7 separate regions of the Mus musculus genome follow, and regions 1, 2, 3, 4, 6 and 7 are each linked to region 5. Evidence: chromatin contacts called from public Micro-C and promoter capture Hi-C data. All regions are on one chromosome and are shown on one strand. Each heading gives the region's core, a stretch centred on a gene start, on an enhancer-like site or on the middle of the called end of the contact. The rest is flanking DNA. Distances are from core to core; before and after follow the strand shown. Region 1 holds the start of Galns (galactosamine (N-acetyl)-6-sulfate sulfatase). Region 2 holds the start of Zc3h18 (zinc finger CCCH-type containing 18). Region 3 holds the start of Mvd (mevalonate (diphospho) decarboxylase). Region 4 overlaps Piezo1 (piezo-type mechanosensitive ion channel component 1). Region 5 holds the start of Tcf25 (transcription factor 25 (basic helix-loop-helix)). Region 6 holds the start of Ctu2 (cytosolic thiouridylase subunit 2). Region 7 has its middle 4.6 kb from the start of Gm10612.

Region 1 (3,207 bases), core at 702-3,201, 760 kb after region 5:
CTTGCATCCTCCTGGATGCTCAGACTTGCTTTTCCAGGGACTCTTCCAATTAAAGGGAGACAATGTCCAGAGGCTTCCATTAGCTTCGGGCCACCTGCCTGCCTGACCAGCTGAAACCCCTGACACGTTTTCTTTGCCAGCGTTTCCTCCCAGATCCTGCTCCGTGAGTGCAGGATGGGTGCTGAGCAGTGGTGGATACACCTTGTAGTCCTCGGTGGGGTAGAGCAGGCCCAGGTACAGCTCCCTCTGGTCCACCAGTGCTTTCCCCATGGCAGAGATCTTCTCGTCTACCACATCCAGAGACGTGTGCACCATGTAGTGGAACTTGAGCTCACTCTCTGTCGGAGTGCTTCGGATGTACAGAGGGTAATTCTGCAGGAAGAGATGGCAGCCCACCCAGTGAGTTCGGGCTCTAAGGGCAAAGTCAAAGCACTCGTGTGCTCTCAGCCTGACAATGACTCTCTACTGCTTAATGCACTGTGGCATGCTGCCTTCAGCGACATAACTGAACCTAAGGAAGACTGTCTGCAGAGAGTGGACTATAAAGATAAAACTGGGTGGTGTGGCACTTGCCTGACATGCACAGGGCACTAAGTCCAATTCCCAGTGCCAAAAAGAAAAGCAATATGGGACCAGAGATGTAACTCCGTAGTGGAGTGCTTGAGTCGCAGCATTAAGCCCTAGTTCTCTCACCTGTACCAGAAAGGAGGAGGAAGGGAGGGTGGAAGCAGTAGAGACAAATGCACAGGGGCAGGAAGTGAGCAGAAATGACTCCGGAATGCCAACCTGAGCACAGCCTAACAACATACCCTGACACTTCTCTTCCTAGGATCACCTCTGCCTCAACCACCAGCACACTCTGTAGTGTCATCCTAACAGCAGGGGCACTAGCTATTTCTTAACGTGCCACACTAGGGTAGTGGTCTGTTCTCAGTGCTTCGAGACATTGAATGAGTCTCCAAATCAGGACCCTTCAGCATAGATACTGGACTTCCTCCTCCTGAGTTTATCAAAGCAGCAGCTGCCTATGACATGAGTTTTGGTTTTGGTGGCCTCCTGGGGGTATAACTCCCTCTTTCATACTGACAGCTTCACAGCAGTCTAATCCCTAATGGCAGATCTCAGAAAAAGCCTAATAGGGATACAGGCTTCATGCAACAGGATATTGTGGCCCTCTGGAGCTGTCTTAGCATCCATAAACAGCTTTCCGGAAAGAAATGAATATATATGTTGGCCAGCAAGATGACAGTTGGGAATAGAGGGTACAAAGGGGAGAGGGATGCTGTCTAGAGGTTTGCAGGCCTTCACGGTGGAGTAGAAGGGTGCAAAAGACATGAAGGGGACTATCCTAAGGCAAAGAAAAGCACTTGGATTCTAGGCTGACTTGAGCCGCGCCAGGCTTATATTTAAATAGCGCCGGCTGGGCAGCCAGGGGACGGTCCGGAAGGCGGGGCAGAAAGACCGGACGCGGAAGGCAGCTGAGGCCGTGAAAAGAACGCGTAGAGCGACGGGTGGCAGGCTGCAGCGACCAGCTAAGCTTCCCGGGGGATCTCAAAACCCGGAGGCGGAGGCCTGCAAACTGGCGGCGGACGGCTGTCAGCTGTCAGCGAAAGCGAGCCGGAAGGATCCTGATCATAGGGCTTGGCTGAGGCTTGGAGCTCAGAGTTGAAAAGATCAAGACCATGGCTGGAAGGAGGCCCGCCGCCCGCCGCCCGCCGCCCGCCGCCCGCAGCCTCTCACGCACCTCCTTGGCGATCACCGCGATGCACACCGCCATATTGGCAGGCTGTGCGCCACATCATGTGACCCGATGTGGAGGCAGGCCCCGCCCATTCTCCTCCCACCGAGGCTCAGAGCCCGCCTCTCTCTACCATGGCTCCGCCCAGACTCTCAGGTCCGGCCTTGGTCCCGCCCCTTTCCCGTAAGGCCCAGCCCACTCCCTTGTCACTCAGACAGCCTAGGCCCCACCTCTCCCTCTTCTTTTCTCCGTGGCCCTGCCCCTCCTCTCATTCTGCCGCCAGGGCCCGCCCTACAGTCCAAAAGGAACCGCGGCAGGCTTGGGACTGGGTCTTGACTCCTCAGCGGGAGCTTGGTTTGCTATGGCGGCCTGTACCGCAGCCCAGCAGCTGCTGCTGGTACTGAGTGCCCTAGGACTCTTGGCCGCAGGTGCTCCGCAGCCCCCCAACATCGTGCTACTGCTCATGGACGATGTAAGTGGGGCCACGCGGCGGGGGGACACGGAAGACACAGGGCAGCCACACGGCGGATGAGCAGTGACCCGAGGGAGGCCCAGAGCCCGGTGTCACATCTTTCACTGTTTCCGCAGTGGGGGTAGGTGTTCAGGGAGGCCCTTTTCTTCCTACTTCCCCTCCCGAGAGCGGGCTGACATTCTCCTCCCCTCAACAGGTGGCCCTGCCTTGGTGCCCACCTCCAGCCTGACCTCTGGGGGAACTCTGACCACAAAGTCAGGCATAGAATGTCACCTGCGAGTGCAGCCTGTGGTCATTTATGAATTCTGCCCTGGGGCATATCTCCCTCAGTGTCCCTGTCTGAGAAATCTGTCGCCCTGAAGTGACATGAAAGCTTAGAAATCAGTCATGTAGAACACTAAGTCAGATGGAACTATCCAAACAGAACTAGATGGACTGTGCCTTCCTCGCAGTCTCAGCCTGCCAGCCCCACCTCCACCCCCACCCCCCCACCCCCAGACACACACTGTGGAGTGACATCTGTTGGCTATTGTTAGAATCAGAGTCACATCCAGTTCAGGATGATTTGAAACAAATCAGAGGCTAATACCGGCCGAGGCTAATTAATAGCCAAACCAGCCCTCTGCAGGGCCTTCAGACCTGTGCTGATCCACACTTACCTCCTCAAAAAGGGGAGAGGGATGCTGTCTAGCGATCTGTGGGCCCATCAGAATGGAGAGGTGCTATATATGTAAAATAAGTTGAATTTTAGAGACTTTTAAAAAAAGATTTATTTATTATTATAGATAAGTACACTGTCGCTGTCTTCAGACACACCAGAAGAGGGTGTCAGATCTCATTATGAGTGGATGTGAGCCACCATGTGGTTGTTGGGATTTGAACTCGTCAGTGCTCTTACCTTCTGAGCCATCTCGCCATTCCAATTTTAGAGACTTAATAGGAGAAAAAGAAAGTAAACATCCCACTTGATAAACATTAGCTTAGTAGTTTTTTATTA
Region 2 (2,981 bases), core at 265-2,764, 1.0 Mb after region 5:
TCCTTTGAACCAAGGTCTCACTTTGTAGCTTTGGCTGTCCTGGAACTCACTATGTAGACCAAGCTAGCTGGAACTAAGAGACCCCCTCGCTTCTGCTTCCCCCCAAGTTCTGGGATTAAGGTGTGGGCCACCATACTCAGCTGTGGGAGATGAAGTTTAGCAGAGCAGAGCCTATGTTGATGTCTAAGTTCTGTTATGCCTGGTTAAAAAAACTTATTCATAGCTCCATCCATGTATAGAGCAAGAATGTCAGGATGTTGAAAACACCACCCGCAAAGTGACTTAAGCTCTGCAAAAACTCTTCGGTAAGGAGATGGTCTCCTTGGGATGGTCTGCAGATGACAAGCTATCTCTTTGGAGATGAGCAAAGCAAACTTACCTGCTGAGTGTTCAGGAAGTAAATCCGAAGTGCTCTTAAAATGTTTGAGCATTCCCCATCTACGACTAGAGAGGAGTTTCAGCTTTGGGGACATATTGATTGGTTCCAGAACTGGCTGGCTTCAAACGTGTTCAGATCATTCGCATTCTCCTCTCAGGGGGCTGGGAAATGGGAACTAGCCTAGGGACAGAGAATCTCAACCTCTGCCTTGGGATAGGTAATGTGATGAAGAAGAAACAAATGCCTTCTTCTACTACCCTCAAATGGGTCTGAAGATTACTCTTGTTAATAAGTGCCAAGAAAAAGCTCATTTGAAACAGCTATTGTGCCCGGTAAACTCAGCTGTCAAAAGTATACGGGAAACTAAGTATCTAGTAGGGGCGAGACTATAGGTCTTAGTTTAATTTCCTTCTAGCACTACAATCGCCTGGCTACTTTACACTAAAGAAATGGCATCTCTAAGCTCACAGTCCAAGAGGCGAGGAGGTCACACTTCCTAAGCGACCCGGGACTCTTGGAGCACAGTGGGTCCGTCCAACCTGTGCTCGCTTGAAGTTGCGAGAGCAAGTTGCAGGAGGCTCCAGAGAGTTCAAAGTTCCCTGCAGAGCCCGTCGAGAGTCCAAGCGGGCCTCCTCCCGAGCCAACCTGCGCGATCCGCTCCCCTTTGTGGGCGGCGAACATGTGCCACGCCGAGTGGCCCGGAAGGGAAAATGACAGCTTCAGGAAAAGCAACTTCACCACGGCAGACCGCGGCGCGCCACGGCACCCGCCCGGACGTCCCAGGCCGCAGCGGGCTCGCGCCTGCCCGCTGTCCCGGCCCGCGCTTCGGCCCGCGGCTGCGCACAGCCGGGGGCGCGCCCGAGAGCTCGGGAGGCGGCGCCGGGCTCCGGGGCCTCGCTCCCGCCGCCGCTGGGGCGGCCTTCTCCCCGCCGCCCGCCGGCCCAGCTTACCTCAACGCGAAGACGGGAGGCGGCCACGGCTCCGCTGTGGTGGGGGCAGCGTGGACGAGACGTTCCTCAGCCTTTTCGCTCCTCACTGGCTCCGGCTTTGGGCACGACGCGGGCGGAACAAACGGGCTCCACTACCCGCGGGGGCCGGCCATTGTGCAACGTCATCAGGCCGCGACGGCCGTCTTGCGAACCGGCGGGCTTCCCTCGCTAGCCCCGCCCTCTTCCGCACTTCCTTCCGGCCTCCGCCGGCCTCGCCTCCGCGGCGCGCGCTCCCAAGGCTCTGCTACTGCGCAGGCTCACCGAGGTCGACCCCGCCCTCTAGCGGGCCTCCTGGCGGCGCGTGCGCAGTCGGTGGCTCTTCGTGGTAGTTGCTTGGGATGAGATCAGATGAGGAGCAGGCGGGATGCGTGCCGGAAAGGGAAAGCCCTTTGAGGCTCTTGGTGAGTGCGAGTGGACACTTCCAGGGTCTGAAAACTTAGCATTCGTTTCTTCAGGGCACGAACTTTCTGCCTTATTAAATATCAATATTTTGCCGGGCTGTATTTAATCCCAGCACTTGGGAGGCTGAGGCAGGCGGATTTCAGAATTCGAGGCCAGCTTGGTGTACAGAGTGAGTTCCAGGACATCCAGGGCTACACAGAAACCCTGTCTCGGAAAAAAAAAAATCAATACTTGACCAAAAGTGTTTTGGGGGCTGGAGTGTAGCTCTGAGGTTGAGACAGCACCTGCCAAGTATGTGCGAGGCCCTGGTACCCTCAAAAAAAAAAAAAAGATTTTGGAGTTGAAGGATTTAGATCCTCTTACCTGTTTCTGTGACGCTAAACATCTCTGGCATCGTTAAATTACCGTGACCCAGTGTAACCTCCCTGGGGAGGACTTAAACTGATTGGGTCATTTTTCAGTCCCCTCCTACTACCCAGATGGGGCTCAGCTGCTGGAGCCCGAAGTCCAACCCCCCCCCCCCCCCATGACCTGATAAAAGGTACGGAGATCATTAGGTACTGACCCCTTGCAAATTTTGAATCTGATCTTGGTCTTACTGGTTAGGGGCTGCCTGTCTTCCTCAAAGTGAAACCACCCGGATGCCCATAAACTGATATAAGGGGGGGGGGGAGTTCTGGTCTTACAGTCCTGCATTAATTGGGCCACAGAAAGGGATGAAGTTCAGACACATGCTACAAACACCGAGGACGCCTAGGAAGGCGCCAGTCATGACAAGTCGAATACTTTTGACTCCATAATGCGACTGAACTATGCCGCCCACCCTCCAAGTTACTTACATGTGAAGTCCTAGCACCAAGCTGGTATGGATTTCAAAGCAGAGCCTCTCCGTGAGGGTATAAAGGTGGGGTCTGGATCTCATAGATTGGTGTCCTTCAATAGATACCAAGGAGAGCTATTTGAGAGATCATGCTAGTGCTGGGATTAAAGGTGGCTGCCAATCAGGTCAGACAGAAGGTTCTCCCTCTCTCTCCCCCCTCTCTCCTATGTATGTGTGCATGTATATATGTATATCTCTTTTCATACACCACCACCACCACCATCTGAGGAGACAGTGAGAAAGCAGCCATCTGCAAGCCAGGATTAGGCCACGCTGGCCTCCCACCTCTGGAAGAAAATTAACACCAACTGCTCAAGCTACCCAGTGAAAT
Region 3 (2,910 bases), core at 252-2,751, 930 kb after region 5:
GGCTGCCCTGGAATTTACAGAAATCCACCTGACCTCTGCCTCCTGAGTGTTGGGATTAAACACACCACCTTTCTGCTGGTGTGTGTGTGTGTGTGTGTGTGTGTGTGTGTGTGTGTGTGTATGAAGCAGAAAAGTTATTGCAAGAGAAATTGAAAATACGAGCCATCTCACAAGCCACAAGGAAACAATAGTGAACTCCCATTGGTCAGCTGTCAGCCTGACTGACAGGCTGTCTACTGTGGCGCAGAAGGCCTATTCACACACTCTCGCTCTAGCAGAGAGAGCTGAGCAATCGATCCAGCTTCCAAGATGGCAGCCGGCCAACAGCTATCAACATCGCCCCAGGCACATAGCTGCTTGGCTGGTTCATCCACTTCTAGGAATCTACGCAAGCACTCTTATACACAATGCAAGGAAAGTCCGGTGCATGGCTTCCAAGGGGGACGGCTTGAGTCAATTACCGACGGTCTAGACAAACAAGGAAGCTGTTTTGGTGTGCAGCTGGAAAGTGTCCAAGAAACTCAGACGTAGAAAAAGCAGCATGGAAAAAAAAAGCAACTCCCATTCACTGTGTAGAAAATGTCAGCCAGAAGGCTGTGAAAGGATTAGGTACCATCCACACTCCTAGGAACAGAACTGGTGGCCTGGGTGGGTATCGTGTGCTCGCACATCTTCGGAACTCTAAGCCATTCAACAGCCACGATTTTACAGGAGGTGGAACCAGGAAGTTGTATCTGTTTCTGTTGGAGAATGGATGGTTAGTTCTGGAAACAGAGGTGACGGTTGTATCAAGTAAATATACTAAAGGTCACTAAACTGTACCGTAAGAATGACACAGAAATGTGCCGATCCATTTCAGCTACGGAAAAAAAAAAAAAAAAAACGACAAAATTCTTGCTTGTGTGGAGCTTGGGAGAGAAAATGCCCATCTCGGATGCAGTACATCCGCCGGCGCGGCGGCTGGACACCTCAGGCAAGCTGTGAGACCCCAGACTGTGGGACCAGGAGACTGGAGGTTGTGACAAGAGAAGTCAGATTGTGAATGTAGAAGATTCCAGGATGTGGGGCTCGGGCGCGACCTTGGGCTGCGGATCCCTCCGGATTCACCGTCTAGTGAGCTTTTCATGCAGCGTAGAGGCTAGATGCGTATCCTTTTTCAGCTCCGCTGTTTCAGCAGCAGATGGCCCCGCTGTCCCGACGGTCACTCAGGCTATCCAGTGGTGCTTGTGCCAGAAGGAGGAACCTTTGTAAGAAGGAGGCCTCCTACGCCTGCGCAGATACCACCTCCTGCGCATGCGTAGATTCCACTCCCTGAGCGGACCCCGCCTCTCGCTCGCAGCCACGAGCTTGCAGGCACCGGGGGCGGGCTCAGTGTCAGCCGCACATCATTCGATCCTGTCCATAGGCTAAAAAGTGGATCATGGGCTCGGCCTGTCGCCTATTGGACAGCACGGGAAAAGCCCGGCCAGCGGGCCAATCATATGGCAGCGCGTGAGTCTGTAGACACCGGGTAATCGGTGCTGGGCTCTCTAGCTCGGGACTCCAGCATCTCAGTTATGGCCTCAGAAAAGCCTCAGGACCTAATGGTCACCTGCACGGCGCCGGTCAACATCGCAGTTATCAAGTACTGTGAGTGCTGGAGACAACAGTCACCTCGGCCGGGATCGGGGCATAGAGCTGGAGGCTGTAGTCACTGGGACCCCTGGGCTCGAGGGTCGGGTTCCAGAGTAGCTGGGCTGGAAAGGGGATCCTCCAGGCTGGAATGAGGGGGAAGTTCGCCACCGTCAGATCCATGGGCACAGTGGTGGAAATGGGGGTTACTACAACCAGGATCGGGGAGCCTGGGAGTTGGAGACCGGGGCACAGGTGCCGGGATCGATGTGCACAGGGCTGGAGATGAGGGTCACTGCTGCCGGGATTCAGGGTCCTAGGGCTGGAGGGAAAGACCAATGTCCCGGATCTGGAGTAGCTGGGCTGGAGAAGGCTGGGAGGGTAGCTCAGGGATGAAGGGGGCGTTGCCATGCAGGGATCCGAGGGGCGCTGGTGAGGGGCAGATCTTCCTCCCTCCCTGGTGACACTTGTAAACTGGGGAGGTATTGCCGGGACCAGGGCTTCTCACCCCAGTCTCCCTCTGCTCTTCCTTCCACCGTGGTCATTTAGAAGTGGATCCACGCAGCCTGTAGATTCTTGAGTTTGGCTCGTTTCAGTACGCACGCTCTTCCCGAGGATTATCCAGGTGGACGCAGCAGGATTTCATTGCCCACTGTTGCTTAGGCCCTAGAACAGGGGCTCTGTTGTTACCAGGAAAACTGCTGCCACATTTATGGGCAGGTTTTGGTGTGAACTTTCATCCTTCCTAGGAAGAATGCCCTGGCAGCTCTGGGAGAACAAGAGTCAGTTCTTCATTCTGTTAATGATCTGTGGGTTCCCTGGGGTGGCAGTACCCAGCTGGTATTCCCACCAGTGCTACGCCAACCCTTAAGATTTAATTAATTTATTTAATGTATATGAGTACATTATAGTTGTGAACCTTCATGTGGTTGTTGGGGATTGAATTTAGTACCTTTGCTTGCTCCAGTCAACCCCAGCTCTCTCTGGCCCAAAGATTTATTTATTATTATAAATAATTATTATAAATAATTACACTGTAGCTATTTCAGGTGCACCACAAGAGGGGGTCAGATCTCATTACAGATGGTTGTGAGCCACCATGTGGTTGCTGGGATTTGAACTCAGGACCTTTGGAAGAGCAATCGGCGCTCTTATCCACTGAGCCATCTCTCCAGCTCCCCATTTCTTACTTCATCTCTTTGCGGGCCATTTCTTCTTTGCGTGGTTGCTGCTTGGAGCACTTCCATGGTGGCTGCTTTAAAGCCTTTGCCAGCAGTTGCAGCATCTCTAGACACTTCA
Region 4 (2,974 bases), core at 12-2,511, 860 kb after region 5:
GGGTCTCAGCGGAGTCTCTGCTCCACCACTGGACACGGCTGCTGCATAGCTGGGACCATAGAAGGACTCCAGGCTCTGCTCTGCCTTGTAGCTCTTTGCCAGTCTAGACACCACTTCCTCCAGGGCTGAGACTGTGGCTGCCCCAGGGTCCCAAGCAGGCCCTGCCCTGCCCTGCCCTGCCCTGCCCTAGAGATGGGTTGCAGTCCTTTGGGCTAGCCTGGTCTCTCCTGTTGGGGCCTCTGCTCAACTCTCTCTGCTCACCGAGGTCTTTCTTTTGGCCTAGAGAGACTCTCCTCCCTTCTCAGAGGGAGGTAGCCTAGAGACTAGGAGGGCAGGCCATCCAAACCTGTTCCCTCTCTTGTGCAGACAGGAGTGACAATGGTGGGGTGGGGGGTTATATGAGACCCTCAACCTTGTTTCTGTGCTGGGCCGAGATGGTAGGGTGAGGTGAGTCTGCTCTTCACCCAGGCTTCCCTCGAAGAAACCATGCTGTTCCTGCACTGGACGCTTGCTTGTCTCCACTTGGGCTGGACGGCCTGCTGCGTTGATGCAGACTAGTGTGAACCTTCACTGTGTTCTCTCCCTGTTGACACAGCCCATCCCTCCAAAGGATCCGGTCATCTCAAGCACACACTGTATCTCTGCACCTTTCCGTCCGTCTGTCCAGCACTGGCTGTGGTAGGGGAAGCTCCCCACAGATCTGCCGTGTGCTTCAGACTCATTTCCAGAGCCATTTACAAATGTGTCTGGCATCTGCTTTGGGAGGTCGCTGTAAGGCTTCTTTGACCAGAGACATATGGGAGCAGCTGGCTCAAAGAGCCTCCAGGGAGTGGTGGATTCTCGTCTCCTACCCTGACAGACCCTGGGCCAGGCTGGGGCTTCTTGAGTAGGTGAGGTCTCCCTTACAGCCCAATCTGCAGGCCCATCTTCATGCTCATGGTGGAGGAGGGGTGGTGACAAACCTTCTGTGTGGTGTACTCTAAAAGTTGTGTGTGGTCCTATTACCCTTACCCCTCCCTCCCTGACCCGGTTCCCACAACGACGAGCAAACCGTTGCTCTGCTCTGGGTCACTCAGAGTCCAGGGGAGCCACCCGGTGGACTTCATTAGCCCTCAGCTATGGCTTGAGGACCCCAGAGTGGATGTTAGCAAGGGTCTTCAGCTTTGTGCTGTAGGGTGAGGGTCTATAAAGGGTTAAGTATGTGCTGGCCTGCAAGGGGCCCTTCCTGCCTCTGGCTGTCCCTATTGTTGCTGGCTCAGGAAAGGCCTGTTTCCTGTGAAATCACAGGCTTTGCCCAGCAGCTCCACCAGAGCAGTCTGAGGCTCTGCCCTCTTTGAGGAATGTCTTTGTCCCCCATGACCCCTCTCCTGCAGTTAGGTGGCAGCTAACCTTCAAGGACAAAGACAAGGAAGGCTGTCTCCTTCAGGCTGCTTGTGATAAATAACATCTCACCTCTGTCCTCTGCACTGCTAAAGTCATGGTTGTGACAGTCACATCAATGTGTTTCAACCAATACGCCACACCACCGGGACCAGGGAGCACCTGGGAACCCTGCATCCCGACACAGCCAGGTTGTGTTGCCTCTTAGTGTTTCTTTCCCTCTCTTCCCAGAAGCAAGAGCTGCACGGCTGACCCAGGCGGGACTCGCTCTCCTGGCTCGCTCTTCTTGCTCTTGAGGGGTGATAATCTTGGAGGAATGATGACTGAGAACGAGACCCTGGAGTGTCAAGTTGTGCCTCTGAGCCTGTTTCCTTGGGTAGAGTGTTCGTCTCTGGACGTAGCCTTTATTTCTCTGTACAGTGTTGGGACCGCTCTACACGGAGGGCAGGCAGGAAGGAAAAGAGGCAGGGGAAAGGGCAGAGCTCAGGGCCTGTGCATCTCCCAAGCTGACCTGTGTTGCTGAGGCAGGACAGGGCGTTCCCCTCGCCTGGTCCCTGGTGCCTCACCTTGCATTTCATCTACCTTTGGCACATACAGCTATGTAGGGTTCTCCTGGCCCTACCTGGGATTAGGAGTAGCCAGGCCTCAATCTCAGTAGCCCATCTCACATTTCCTCGTTGCCAGGAAGCCAGGCATGGAAGTCCCTACCCCTTGCCATCTTGGGTCTCTGGTTTCTGGAGCCCATCACAGATTTTGGACACCGTTCATGTATTTATTCCGGTAAAACATCTATCCACGAAGTTTGTCATCTTAATCTATTTTTGATAGTGTGGTGGCATTAGGCACATCCTCATATGTCACTAATGGCCACCCCAGGACCATCTCATTTTCCTGACTGAAACTTGATAACAGTTAAACTTTAGCCGCGGGACTGGAGAGATGGCTCAGTAGTTAAGAGCACTGACGGCTCGTCCACAGATCCTGAGTTCAATTCCCAGCAACCACATGGTGGCTTACAACCATAATGAGATCTGGGGCCCTCTTCTGGTGTGTCTGAAGACATCGACAGTGTACTCATATACGTAAAATAAATAGATAATTCTTAAAAACAATAATAAATTAACTTTAGCCTCTCCCGCACTCAACACACACAGAACCTCGGGGTCTGAATTTTAAGCTTGCCAAGCAGGCTGCAGGGTAAAGCATCTTTCCCTGCTCCCCAGGGCCTGTGGTGGCCGCCCTTCATTGGCTGTGCTTGGGAGGCCAGAATTCAAAGTCAGGAGTCTTCTCCAGTTGTGTTCCACTTTTTGGAGTTCATCAGTTGGCTTGATTGACCAGCAGGCTCTGTTGCTGTTTCTACAGAATGCTACCTACCACACACAGCGTTTCATACCTGCACCAATCACTGTACGTAATCTAAGTGTGTGTATGTGTATGAACACAGGTCCGTGCGTGTCACAGCATGCTCGTGGAAGTCAAAGGGCAAGCTTGGGTGTTGGCCCTCATCTTCTACCTTATTTGGCACAGGGTTTCTCTGTTAATCCCTGCTGCTTTTGCCAACCACCTGGCCTGACCGCTTCTAGCCAGTCTCTCC
Region 5 (3,049 bases), core at 38-2,537:
GGGTAGTGCTGTCTTGGGTGCTGCAACAGTAGGATAGACATGGTTTCATATCTGCGACTTGAGGAAGACCCAGTACTTCCGTGTGTCCCAGCTAGCTGAGACAATTCACTGCAAGACTGAGAGTCTCAGACACATTACATCTTTTTACTCACTCGAAAATGGCCACTGACACCTTACCATATGTGGAAGTTGGAGATACGAGGAAAAGACATATTATCTGCCCACACATGAAGTCAGAATCATAATTTATACACATATGAAACTGCAGACCCAGGTCAGTCTGTCGTAAGGAAAAACACGGGGCTCAGGACTGCTACCCAATTTTCTGCTGCGAGGAATACGATACGATAGGTACAAGTAGCTGGGACACACAGAAGTACTGTGATGAATAAGCCGAAATGTTTGCAGAAGAGAGACCTCCCTCAAGTCGCAGAAATGAAACCAAGCCTACCCTACCATCCCATTGCCCCGGACAGAACAACCCTACTCCTTCAGTGAAGCCTAGACCCAACTGAACCCCACCTCCCACTCGCCATCCACAGTGCCCCTCCCCCTTAGCTGTCTCGGATGTCACGCCCCGCCCACTCTGACGTCACTGCCCCGTCCTGCCCTGCGTCACGTCACGTCTCTGGACACAGCCGCGAGACACGCCCTATGCTGCAGCAAAGTCCTGTCACTCAGCCCCTTGTCGGCACCCCCGTTAGCCTTTAGCAGCCCCTTCGCTCGGCATTTTCTTCCACCTTCCACTCGATCTCGGACGGGGAACACGGCTTCCTCACCCCACCCACCCTGCGGCTGAAGACCCGCCTTCCCCGATGCGGCGCAGTCCCTTCTCTCCGCCCACTCGACTGCAGTCCAGACCCAACTTTGTGCCCCTTCGCATGACGTCATGCCCCCACCATTTCCCCCCCCTCAGGTTGCCCAGCTCCTCACCAGCTCAAACCGGTTGTTGACACGGACTCCTTCCTTCCCTGCACCCCCGGGGCGCCGGCCACCCAGCCCCGGTTTTGGTCCCTCTTCCTCTGCGTCATCGTCATCAAGGAGGACAAACTTCAAGGCGTCGGGCCCTAGGGGTTCCTGGCCGCGCTGTTCCCCCCTCAGTCTCCGGAGGGCCCGGCGCGACATAGGACCCGACAGCCTGATGTGGGCAGAGGGACGAGGAAGAGCAGCAGTGTGGCGGCGCCTGCGCACTTGCGGCGCGCTGGCGCAAGATTGGCGTGTCGCGTTTGCGCGCCGCGGCTCTCCGGAACTTCCTCCCAATTCCCCGTGGAGTCGGGGAAGGTGCAAGGGTGGCCCAGGGAGCTCTCGCGAGAGTCGGGCCCTAGCGGCGGCCGTGGTGCGGTGCTTCGGCTTTGGAGATGGCTGGCTTTCAGAAAGCCGGCTGTGCGGCGGGCAGCAACGCGCAGGCTCAGAGCGCTGCTCCGCACGAACGCGATTCCCGGGGGCGAGCCTGGGGGCGAGCGGGCAGGGGTGGGGCAGGCGAGGAGGCCGTGAGAGCAGGTGCGCACGCCGCAAGGCCCGTGTGCAAAGACCTCTGCTATGACAGGAGCGAGGGACCCAGTCCCCAACCCCTCTCTGCTAGCCTACCCATGCGACTTGTCCGATGTCCCCCACCTCCACGTTGTTACTAGACTGCAAAGGGACAGTTTTCACCTTAATAGAACCAACCTAACTTCTTTCAGACTGGGTAACTCCTCTCCACAACGTGCACCGAGCCGAGTTAGGTGTTAGGGCTTGCTTTTTATTGTCGCGAACGCAACAGGGGTGGTCATGTTACAGGGGTATTGGGTGAGGGGAGAGCTGCCTAGGTGTGGATCCGTGGTGTGAAGTCACGGCAGCCCTACCTATGTGTATTCTAATTCAGGAAGATTTTCACAATAAGGACATAGGGATCCTCGGCACAGATCTTTTCTTTTTCCATGTTCTTTTTGTTTTTGTTTTTTGAGACAGAGTTTCTCTGTGTACCCTTGACTGTCCTGGGACTCGCTTTGCAGACCATGCTGGCCTCTGCCTCCCAGGTGTTGTGACCAAAAGTGTGTGCAACAACAACCGACCTTTTTTTAAAACAAAACAAAAACACCACCTGTCTTAGGGTTTCTATTCCTGGACAAAATATCATGACCAAGAAGCAAGTTGGGGTGGAAAGGGTTTATTCAGCTTACACTACATACACACTGCTGTTCATCACGAAAGGAAGTCAGGACTGGGACTAAGCAGGCCAGGAAGCAGGAGCTGATGCAGAGGCCATGGAGGCTTGCTCAGCTTGTTTTCTTATAGAACCCAAGCCCAGGTATGGCACCACCCACAATGGGCCCTCACCCCTTAGTCACTAATTGAGAAAATGCCTTACAGCTGGATCTCATGGAGGCATTTCCTCAATTGACTCCTTTCACTGTGATAACTCCAGCCTGTGTCAAGTTGACACAAAACTAGCCAGTACACCACCCAAACCAAGATCTTGCCCTGTAACGCTGGCTACCCGTGAAGCTATGGAAATCCTGTTCTGAAGGGCTGGAATTACAGAGCTACTTCATGTCTACGCCCCAATTTTTATACTTTTGGAAAACTTTCCTAGACGAGTCAGGATTGAGTACCTCCAAAGTAAAATGAGCTGGGGTTGGGTTGGACCTTTCCCCAGCTTGAGAGCAGGAGAGGGCTAGGCCAGTCACTGCTCTTACTTGATCTTAGCCAAAAGGCTGAGAAGCAATCAGTCACTTATCTTAAATTCCAGCTTCATTTTGGGAGATAGATCTCCTTTTACAGGTGAAGACGCCTTAATGAGCTAAGTTTCCCAGAGAGAACCCGGTTTTGCATTCATGTGACTCCCAAAGTCCAAACAATGTAGGCGGTTGGCAAGGACAGAGAAGGCAGGCAGGGCAGCAATCCCTTAGTTCCTGCTCTTGTGTGAGCCCCCTGTCCCACTGTCCGTGTGCTCCACTCCACCCTGCCTCCCCCAGGAGTCTTGGTTCGTCCCTGGGTTGGATGCTGAGCCCTCTGCCCACACTATGAAGTATCTTTAGGTACTTCAAAGTTGATGGTTCACAGCTGC
Region 6 (3,098 bases), core at 461-2,960, 900 kb after region 5:
ATGAGAAGCGGTATCAGACACTGACGGCTTCACAGTGAGCTCTCACCTTCACATGTGTAGGTCTGGGGGACCAGCAGGTGACACAAAAGCCACTCAAGTACGACACAGGTCATTCACACTGGAGCAGCACCGCCACTGAGACCTCCCCTACCAAGACAGCCTCTACACTGGCCCCTCTAGCTGGTACCCTACAGTGAGAGAGCATGTAGTTCCCTGCTCTGCATGGGGTCCCTCAAGGAAACCCTGTATACCTCTGCAGGTTCAGACACTCTTAGCTTGAGTCCCGTTCCATCTGCCCCACTCCCTTCTACCTATGCTGCTTCTCCCGTTGTTTTTGGCAAATGCTTCTCTCTGCTCTTTGTCATGATTGGCCAATCTTTGAAACTGTGTCCTAACAAATAAAGCTCAATAGGGATGTAGCCTGGGACCCTGTGTAGGGCATGTGTCTGGACTGCACACCTGCTGAATATATATGGGACATCCTAAAGGTGTCCCAGTTGGGGTGGGGTGGGGTACTGTCTAGTGTTAACCAAAAACTTCCATAGTATAGGCTGAGGAAGGAGGCCCCTGCTAATTCAATCCAGAAGCTTACGCCCAGAAGATGGTGTAGATGTACCTCAAGCACTTGCCAGACCATGGAGCTGGACGAAGGGCCCCCAGACCAGGACAGGAGCACCTGGGGGTGGGAAGGGCAGCATCAGCACGGAGGCATGCATCCGCAATATGAGCATGTCTTGTCCACTTCTTGGACAGCCCCAGACACCAAGTCTACCCTCAATGTCCAGGGACAGTAGGCCAGCTGAAGAAACGAACATAAACGGAAGACAGCAGGGCTGACAGCCGAGCGCCCAGGCACCACACATCGTACCTTCTCCCCAGGAAAGATGACCCGGTTCTTCCCAAGCATGGCTCTGAATTTGTGAACGTAGAATGCCTTGAAACAAACCCTGTAACACAGAAGCAAAGGGAGGCTGGCTGCACCTGCGCAGGAGACTGTGGGATTTTGTTTGACAGGGTCATCTCTGCAGCCCAAGCTGGCCTCAGATCGGAGGTAATTCTCCTGTCATGGACTCTGAAGTGTTGAATTGACGGGTGTGCCTAGTTTAGATGACAAGGGTCGTCACCAGTGGTTCCCACCACTATTTACGGTTAGGGCTAAGCACTTACAAGTTACCGCGCCTTTACAAGAAAACAAGCAAGCCTGGAAAAGGGGCGTGCGGGGGTGGGGGTGGGGTGGGGTGGGGACGGCTGCCCAGATCTCACCTGCAGAAGGCATCTCCCGCTCGTATCACCACCACCGGCAGGCCTTCTGCGCACTTCACACATTTCTGCTCCCGGCTTTGAGAGAACAAGAACATATGTGGCAGAATTCTCGCACCATGGCGGGCTTGGGGGAGTCAGGGTCGCGCTTCCCGGCCCGAGCTGGCGGAGGAAGCGCCAGGCTCACGCGCCAGGGCCTAGGTTTAGTTCTAGCCGCCGACTCACAGCAGTCCCGGAATTCCGGTTGGTGGGGAACCGAAGGGGACTGTCCCCGGCCTGGTGGTAGAAGGTTCTTACCTTGGCCGCGGCACGGGCGGAGGCTCCCGCCGCGCCGGCCCCGCGTAATCCTCACCGGCCTGACACATGGAGGGGTGGGTCCCGACTGCGGAGTGGCGTGAGGAGCCGGCGCGCTGAGATGCCGGCGCGCTGAGATGCCGTCACCGCCGAGCGGGCGCTGTCGTGACGCAACCCGGGGAGGTGGGGCCTGGGCGGTGACGCCAGCGCGGCGCCGTCGCGGCAGTGACGCCGGGTCTGCCGGCCTGGATAGGGGGCGGCGGCGGCGGCCTGCCCCGGGGATGGCGATGTTCCGCAGCCTGGTGGCCTCGGCGCAGCAGCGGCAGCCGCCGGCTGGGCCCGCGGGCGGCGACAGCGGCCTGGAGGCGCAGTTCAGCTGTCCCATCTGCCTGGAGGTGTACCATCGGCCAGTGGCCATCGGCAGCTGCGGCCACACGTGAGAGCGCGCGCCGGGAGCCCGCGGGAGGGGGGTCCGGGCCGGGGTCGTGGCTGGCGGCCGAAAGGAGACGTGGGGAAAGCAGCCCCTGCCCGCCGGCCGCGCGCGCGCCCTGCACCCGCCCCGGCCCCGCGCGTTGCCAACGGCCGCCGGCTGCTTCGAGGGCGGTGGACGCGGCCGCTGCGCCGAGCGCGGGGGTCCGGGCTTGCAGAGATCGGGTGAGCGGGCCGTTGTAAATAAACGACTTGTGGCTTCTGCAACCCACTCTGTTCCACCCCATGTCTACTCGTGTTGACTGTCAAGGAAATGAGTTTCCCTAAAGTTAGGAGAGGGACGCGTTTGGAGCCTGGTGTTTTGTTTTGAAGGACTTGGCCTATTCTGAACAGGAAGCTTCCAGGTAGCGGGGCCTAAAGGGACCCAGACATCAAGCACTTCGTTAGGTGCCCAGCTGAGCCAAGACACCCCCCACCCCCAATCTAGCGGCTCCTCCTCCCGTGTTTCAGGAGCAGAAACTTGAGGATGTGACTCTGCGCGGGAGGGAGCGGTGCTCAGGGCCTTCACAACCCCAGCCTGGTTGGGAGGGAGCCAAGATAGAACGTCTGCTCCATGACCTCCCCACAGTACAGCTCTTGAGATTAGCCGATAGAGAACGGGCAGGAGGAGGACTTGTCAGCAGACAGCCCCTCTGCTTGGGGCAGGACAAGGTGCACCCAGATTGGTGGGAGGCATTTTGCAAACAGAGGCAGCTGATTTTGGAGGCTCTAATGCAGAGGGAACTGGAGCCGCTTGGGTAGGCGTGTGCCTGCGAGTCATACAGGGAGGTGGCAGAGACCTTGTCTCCATCCAGGGCTGCCTTGACTTTCCCTGCCCCCTGTGTCAGGCTGAACCGAAGACTGGATCCCTCTGGAGAGCTCTGCTAGGTTGTCTTGGAAGAGCACAGCTAGCTCCTGCTCAGCCTAATGCTCCTGTGATATTCTAGCAGGAAGCCTTGGATCAGGACCCATTTTTTTGTATGCACGCACAAGTGGGTGTTTTACGGTGTGTTCTGTGAAGTGTTGTCTTTTTTTTTTTTTTTTTTTTTTTACAATCCCTTCACTCGGTGCACACA
Region 7 (3,170 bases), core at 351-2,850, 670 kb after region 5:
CTGAAGTTAAGCAAAAGACAACAGCAGCAGGCAGAGTCCAGAGTGAGACCTTCATGAGACCAGACACTCAGCAAGGAGGAACCAGAGAGCATCCAGTAGCCCATGGAGGCACTGGTGTTTGGAAACAGTGCCGACTGGGCCTTCAAGGGGGTGGGGGGCGTGTGATTTAAAATTTTCTATTATATTTTACTCTCTCTCTTTCTGTGTGTGTGTGTGAGAGAGAGAGAGAGAGTGAGTAAGTGTGTGTCTATATGTGAGTGTGTAAGTGTGTGTGTCTATGTGTGTGTTTGTGTGTAAGTATGTGTGTCTGTGTGTGAGTGTTTGAGTGTGTGAATATGTGTATGTGTGTGTTTATGTCAGTGCATTTGTCTGTGCATGTGTCTTTGTGTATAAGTGTGTATGTGTGTATGTGTGTGTTTCTATGTGTGTATATATGAGAGTGTGTGTGTATATATATGTGTGTGTATGTGTATGTCTATGCATTTGTCCATGCATGTGTCTCTGTATATGTGTGTATGTGCGTGTGTCTCTGTGTATATATGTGGGTATGTGTGTATGTGTGTGTGTGTGTGTGTGTGTGTGTGTGTGTGTGTAGGTCAGAGAATAGAAAAGTACAGAGAGTTGGTTCTCCCCTTCCACTTTCTCTCAGGTTTTCAAGCTTGGTGGCAAGTGCCTTTACCCACTGACCAATTTCACCAGTCCTACCTGATGTTTAAGATTACAGATAATAGCCAGACATGGTAGTGCGTGCCTGTACTTCCAACATTCAGGAAATAGAGGCAAAAAAAATCAGGGGTTCAAGACCAGTCATAGTTACATAGTTAGTTGGAGGTCAGCCTGGGCTACTTGAGCCCTTGTCTTAAATTAAAAAAAAAAAAAAAAAGTTTAGTGAAAGCCCGTGGTCGAGCCCCACAGCCTCTAAACTGGACCGTGATCTGCACGTGCACAGAAAAATGTTACTAGAAACTTCATTTTTAAAAAGCAATGCAAATTTGTTTTCCTCGCAGATACAAGTTAAGTTCCCTTCCATTCTGTTCTGAGGTTACTTCAATGGCAGCACTAGTTTACACAGAGGGTCCAGTTTCAGGAGGAAACCTGGCTAGCCACACCAGTGACTCATCAGATCCAAAAGCTTTGACTCCAAGCGTCTCCCAAATCCTTCCAGGTGCCTAAAACACCCGTCACTCTCTCAGCCAGGCCTACCAGGATCTCCATGACCACGACACACCTGCAAACAGCCCACCGACTGGAGGAAGGGCGGCACCCTTGGTGTGACTGTGAAGGCGGGGTTGGAGGCCCCAAGGGAAGCTGACCAGCAGGCACCAGGTTCTGTGGCTGCCTGCTGCAACAGAGTATTCAGAATGCTACCAGTACACTGTCCAGGCCTATTTAGAGCTCCCTTTAAAGCGCCCTTCAACACCAAAGAAAGATAGATGGAGTGAGAAATTACGAAGGAAACAGTGCTCACGCCTAAGGGAGATTTTCTCATCTCTGCCTGTTTCTGCCTCTGTGGTTCAGGCACCTGCTGCCCCGGGCCAGCTGCACTTCTGGCTTCCCAGACCCAAAGGAAGTGAAATTAAAAGAGATTGCTGAGGAGAGCAACTCCCCAAGAAGGGTGAGCCTCCAGCCCCAACCTCACAGTCATAAAGAAACCAGGGGCTGCCCTCCACACTGGCCCCTTAAAGAGAAAGTGGCTTCAGAAGGGGCTTCCCCACCAATAAGCAGGCAGCACCCAGGCTCTCAGGATGCCTGCTTCTGTGGGTCATTGCATTGTGTGCTGGGTCATATACAGGCTGGACTCTCCCTTGGGACACCTTGGTTTCCTGCGGCTGAGGGACCCGGGCTTGATGTAACAGTGGCCAAGGTAGATAGGACTTTGTGCCTGACAGTTTGGGTCATAGATGCCTACAGATTCACCAATCTGGGTTAAGCCTGGCTGAAAAAATGCCAGCCCTTTTTCAGCTGCTGGGTGACCTTGCTGAGCCTCCAGGTGATGCACTGGTGGCAGTGATGTGCTGGTGGTGGCAACGCTGACACTTGTGCCTCACTAGAGGCTGAGTGGGTTCTCCGAGGTCACAGGCAGGCCTCGCACATCCAGGTGTTCAGCAGATGCGCTTCCTGTGTGGTTTGCTGAATTTATTTCTGTTCTCAGAAGCACCTTAAGGGGCAGCCGTAGAGTTTTCCAGAGATGTAAGCAAGCCCCTAAAACATTGGGTCCCAATTCCAACCCTCACAAGGGGTTAATTCCAGCCTAGGGACCCAAAAGCAGGCTTGTCCTCTCCAGATGTACATCTGATGATCACAGTCCCCGTCCCGGATTTCCACGTGTCACCCAGCCATGCGCTGTGTCACCTGCTCTCTGGTTCTGAGTTTGCTCAGCCCCACCCTGTACTGGGCAGGGTTGGTGGCCAGCACTGGACAGGCTCACCTGTCACCCAGTGTATGGCTCCTGCTACCCACCCTAACTAGACAAACCTCACTTGGGACCAAGAAGCAGAAGTTGGTGGCCTGCCGCTCAGCTCACAAGGAGCTGCACAGGTCACTGTTCTCCCCCCTCCCCCCAATCTGGAGCGGCTGGGACTTACGGCCCTCCTTGATGGGTTTAGAGACTAGAGACATCAACCTGCAGACCCTATCCTTTCTGTATAAAGTGGATTGCTATGAGACTTGTGTAGCCTCTTCTTTTCATCTGTCTGTCTGTCCACCCATCCATCCATGATGCATCTGTTCATCTACCTACCCAGCACTCATAGAGTCTCACAACCTAGAAGAGGAGACAGTGTAAGCTGAGTGCCTCCTTGCCTCCAGTCTCCATAGCCTCTGAATTCCTATTCTCAGCTTTCTGGTTAGACAGCAGATTCCTAAAGGCCTGGAAGGAAGGCTGCCCCAACCTGGAATCACTCAGCCACATCATTAGAGAACTTTGATGGACAGCTGTCTCCTGCAGTTTCCAAAAGACAGAAGCAAGGCCATCTTGATGTCTGGCCACCCTGGCATGGGAAGAGTGTGAGGGAACAGGAGGGAGCCCCCAATCCCTGGCATAAAGCTGGGTGCAGACTGCAGACGGCCATGGTTTCTGCAGGGAACCGCGGCCCCTCAAGCTCTCTGCAGCCACTTCCTTCCCCACTCCTTCCTTATCTATCGGACCACCCAGCGCAGAAAGCCACAAC

Evidence for each region. Promoter capture Hi-C pulls out the DNA fragments that hold promoters and counts their contacts. A called contact is a pair of places that touch in the nucleus more often than the background predicts. Capture Hi-C pulls out chosen DNA fragments and counts their contacts.
Region 1: a promoter capture Hi-C map of liver shows a contact between it and region 5, with 4 times the contacts expected there. The contact joins the promoter of Galns here to the promoter of Tcf25 in region 5. A contact is called at or near these places in 5 of 39 promoter capture datasets (hippocampal neurons, liver, pre-B cells and 1 more), 1 of 484 Hi-C or Micro-C datasets (Sertoli cells), 3 of 115 datasets of contacts at active chromatin or transcription factors (double positive thymocytes, extraembryonic endoderm stem cells and large pre-B cells) and 1 of 9 other capture datasets (adipose tissue).
Region 2: a promoter capture Hi-C map of liver shows a contact between it and region 5, with 4 times the contacts expected there. The contact joins the promoter of Zc3h18 here to the promoter of Tcf25 in region 5. A contact is called at or near these places in 2 of 39 promoter capture datasets (liver and pre-B cells) and 1 of 9 other capture datasets (liver).
Region 3: a contact with region 5 is called in a promoter capture Hi-C map of liver, with 2.7 times the contacts expected there. The contact joins the promoter of Mvd here to the promoter of Tcf25 in region 5. A contact is called at or near these places in 3 of 39 promoter capture datasets (the C10 cell line, cranial neural crest and liver), 1 of 484 Hi-C or Micro-C datasets (embryonic stem cells), 6 of 115 datasets of contacts at active chromatin or transcription factors (astrocytes, bone marrow-derived dendritic cells, epiblast stem cells and 3 more) and 2 of 9 other capture datasets (adipose tissue and liver).
Region 4: a promoter capture Hi-C map of liver shows a contact between it and region 5, with 4 times the contacts expected there. The contact joins the enhancer-like site here to the promoter of Tcf25 in region 5. A contact is called at or near these places in 3 of 39 promoter capture datasets (liver, pre-B cells and stem cell-derived epiblast-like cells), 3 of 115 datasets of contacts at active chromatin or transcription factors (embryonic stem cells and epiblast stem cells) and 1 of 9 other capture datasets (liver).
Region 6: a contact with region 5 is called in a Micro-C map of embryonic stem cells, with 8 times the contacts expected there. The contact joins the promoter of Ctu2 here to the promoter of Tcf25 in region 5. A contact is called at or near these places in 4 of 39 promoter capture datasets (the C10 cell line, embryonic stem cells, hippocampal neurons and 1 more), 6 of 484 Hi-C or Micro-C datasets (CD8 T cells, embryonic stem cells, pre-B cells and 1 more), 3 of 115 datasets of contacts at active chromatin or transcription factors (cardiomyocytes and embryonic stem cells) and 1 of 9 other capture datasets (liver).
Region 7: a contact with region 5 is called in a promoter capture Hi-C map of pre-B cells, with 2.9 times the contacts expected there. The contact joins the enhancer-like site here to the promoter of Tcf25 in region 5. A contact is called at or near these places in 8 of 39 promoter capture datasets (the C10 cell line, cranial neural crest, embryonic stem cells and 4 more), 1 of 484 Hi-C or Micro-C datasets (embryonic stem cells) and 2 of 115 datasets of contacts at active chromatin or transcription factors (large pre-B cells and memory CD8 T cells).

Annotation. Positions count from the first base shown.
Region 1 is chr8:122,610,231-122,613,437 of GRCm38.p6, reverse strand. It overlaps Galns (galactosamine (N-acetyl)-6-sulfate sulfatase), which reads left to right and starts at 1,951. Exons shown (of 14, transcript NM_016722.4): 1 at 1,951-2,210. The coding sequence starts at 2,100. Trappc2l (trafficking protein particle complex 2-like) reads right to left here and starts at 1,812. Exons shown (of 5, transcript NM_021502.2): 1 at 1,745-1,812; 2 at 200-372. The coding sequence starts at 1,777.
Region 2 is chr8:122,375,149-122,378,129 of GRCm38.p6, reverse strand. Zc3h18 (zinc finger CCCH-type containing 18) reads right to left here and starts at 1,514. Exons shown (of 18, transcript NM_001029994.1): 1 at 1,330-1,514. It overlaps Gm39270 (adenomatous polyposis coli protein 2-like), which reads left to right and starts at 1,046. Exons shown (of 2, transcript XM_030243895.1): 1 at 1,046-1,769. The coding sequence starts at 1,059. The coding sequence ends at 1,697.
Region 3 is chr8:122,442,013-122,444,922 of GRCm38.p6, reverse strand. It overlaps Mvd (mevalonate (diphospho) decarboxylase), which reads left to right and starts at 1,501. Exons shown (of 10, transcript NM_138656.2): 1 at 1,501-1,629. The coding sequence starts at 1,557. It overlaps 9330133O14Rik (RIKEN cDNA 9330133O14 gene), which reads right to left and starts at 1,267. Exons shown (of 1, transcript NR_045696.1): 1 at 1-1,267.
Region 4 is chr8:122,515,993-122,518,966 of GRCm38.p6, reverse strand. All of the region lies in intron 1 of Piezo1 (piezo-type mechanosensitive ion channel component 1), which reads left to right. Among named protein-coding and RNA genes, the nearest start is that of Gm26497, 3.2 kb to the left of the region's middle. Within about 2 kb of position 1,261, at least 60 of the 459 cell types and tissues checked have an H3K27ac peak or open chromatin away from gene starts, as enhancers often do. A contact at or near this core is called in liver, where this site is marked.
Region 5 is chr8:123,371,949-123,374,997 of GRCm38.p6, reverse strand. Tcf25 (transcription factor 25 (basic helix-loop-helix)) reads right to left here and starts at 1,287. Exons shown (of 18, transcript NM_001037878.4): 1 at 934-1,287. The coding sequence starts at 1,125.
Region 6 is chr8:122,474,755-122,477,852 of GRCm38.p6, reverse strand. It overlaps Ctu2 (cytosolic thiouridylase subunit 2), which reads right to left and starts at 1,710. Exons shown (of 15, transcript NM_153775.2): 1 at 1,558-1,710; 2 at 1,264-1,338; 3 at 869-947; 4 at 617-676. The coding sequence starts at 1,625. It overlaps Rnf166 (ring finger protein 166), which reads left to right and starts at 1,779. Exons shown (of 6, transcript NM_001033142.3): 1 at 1,779-1,990. The coding sequence starts at 1,836.
Region 7 is chr8:122,700,916-122,704,085 of GRCm38.p6, reverse strand. No RefSeq gene overlaps it. Among named protein-coding and RNA genes, the nearest start is that of Gm10612, 4.6 kb to the right of the region's middle. Within about 2 kb of position 1,600, at least 78 of the 459 cell types and tissues checked have an H3K27ac peak or open chromatin away from gene starts, as enhancers often do. A contact at or near this core is called in memory CD8 T cells and pre-B cells, where this site is marked.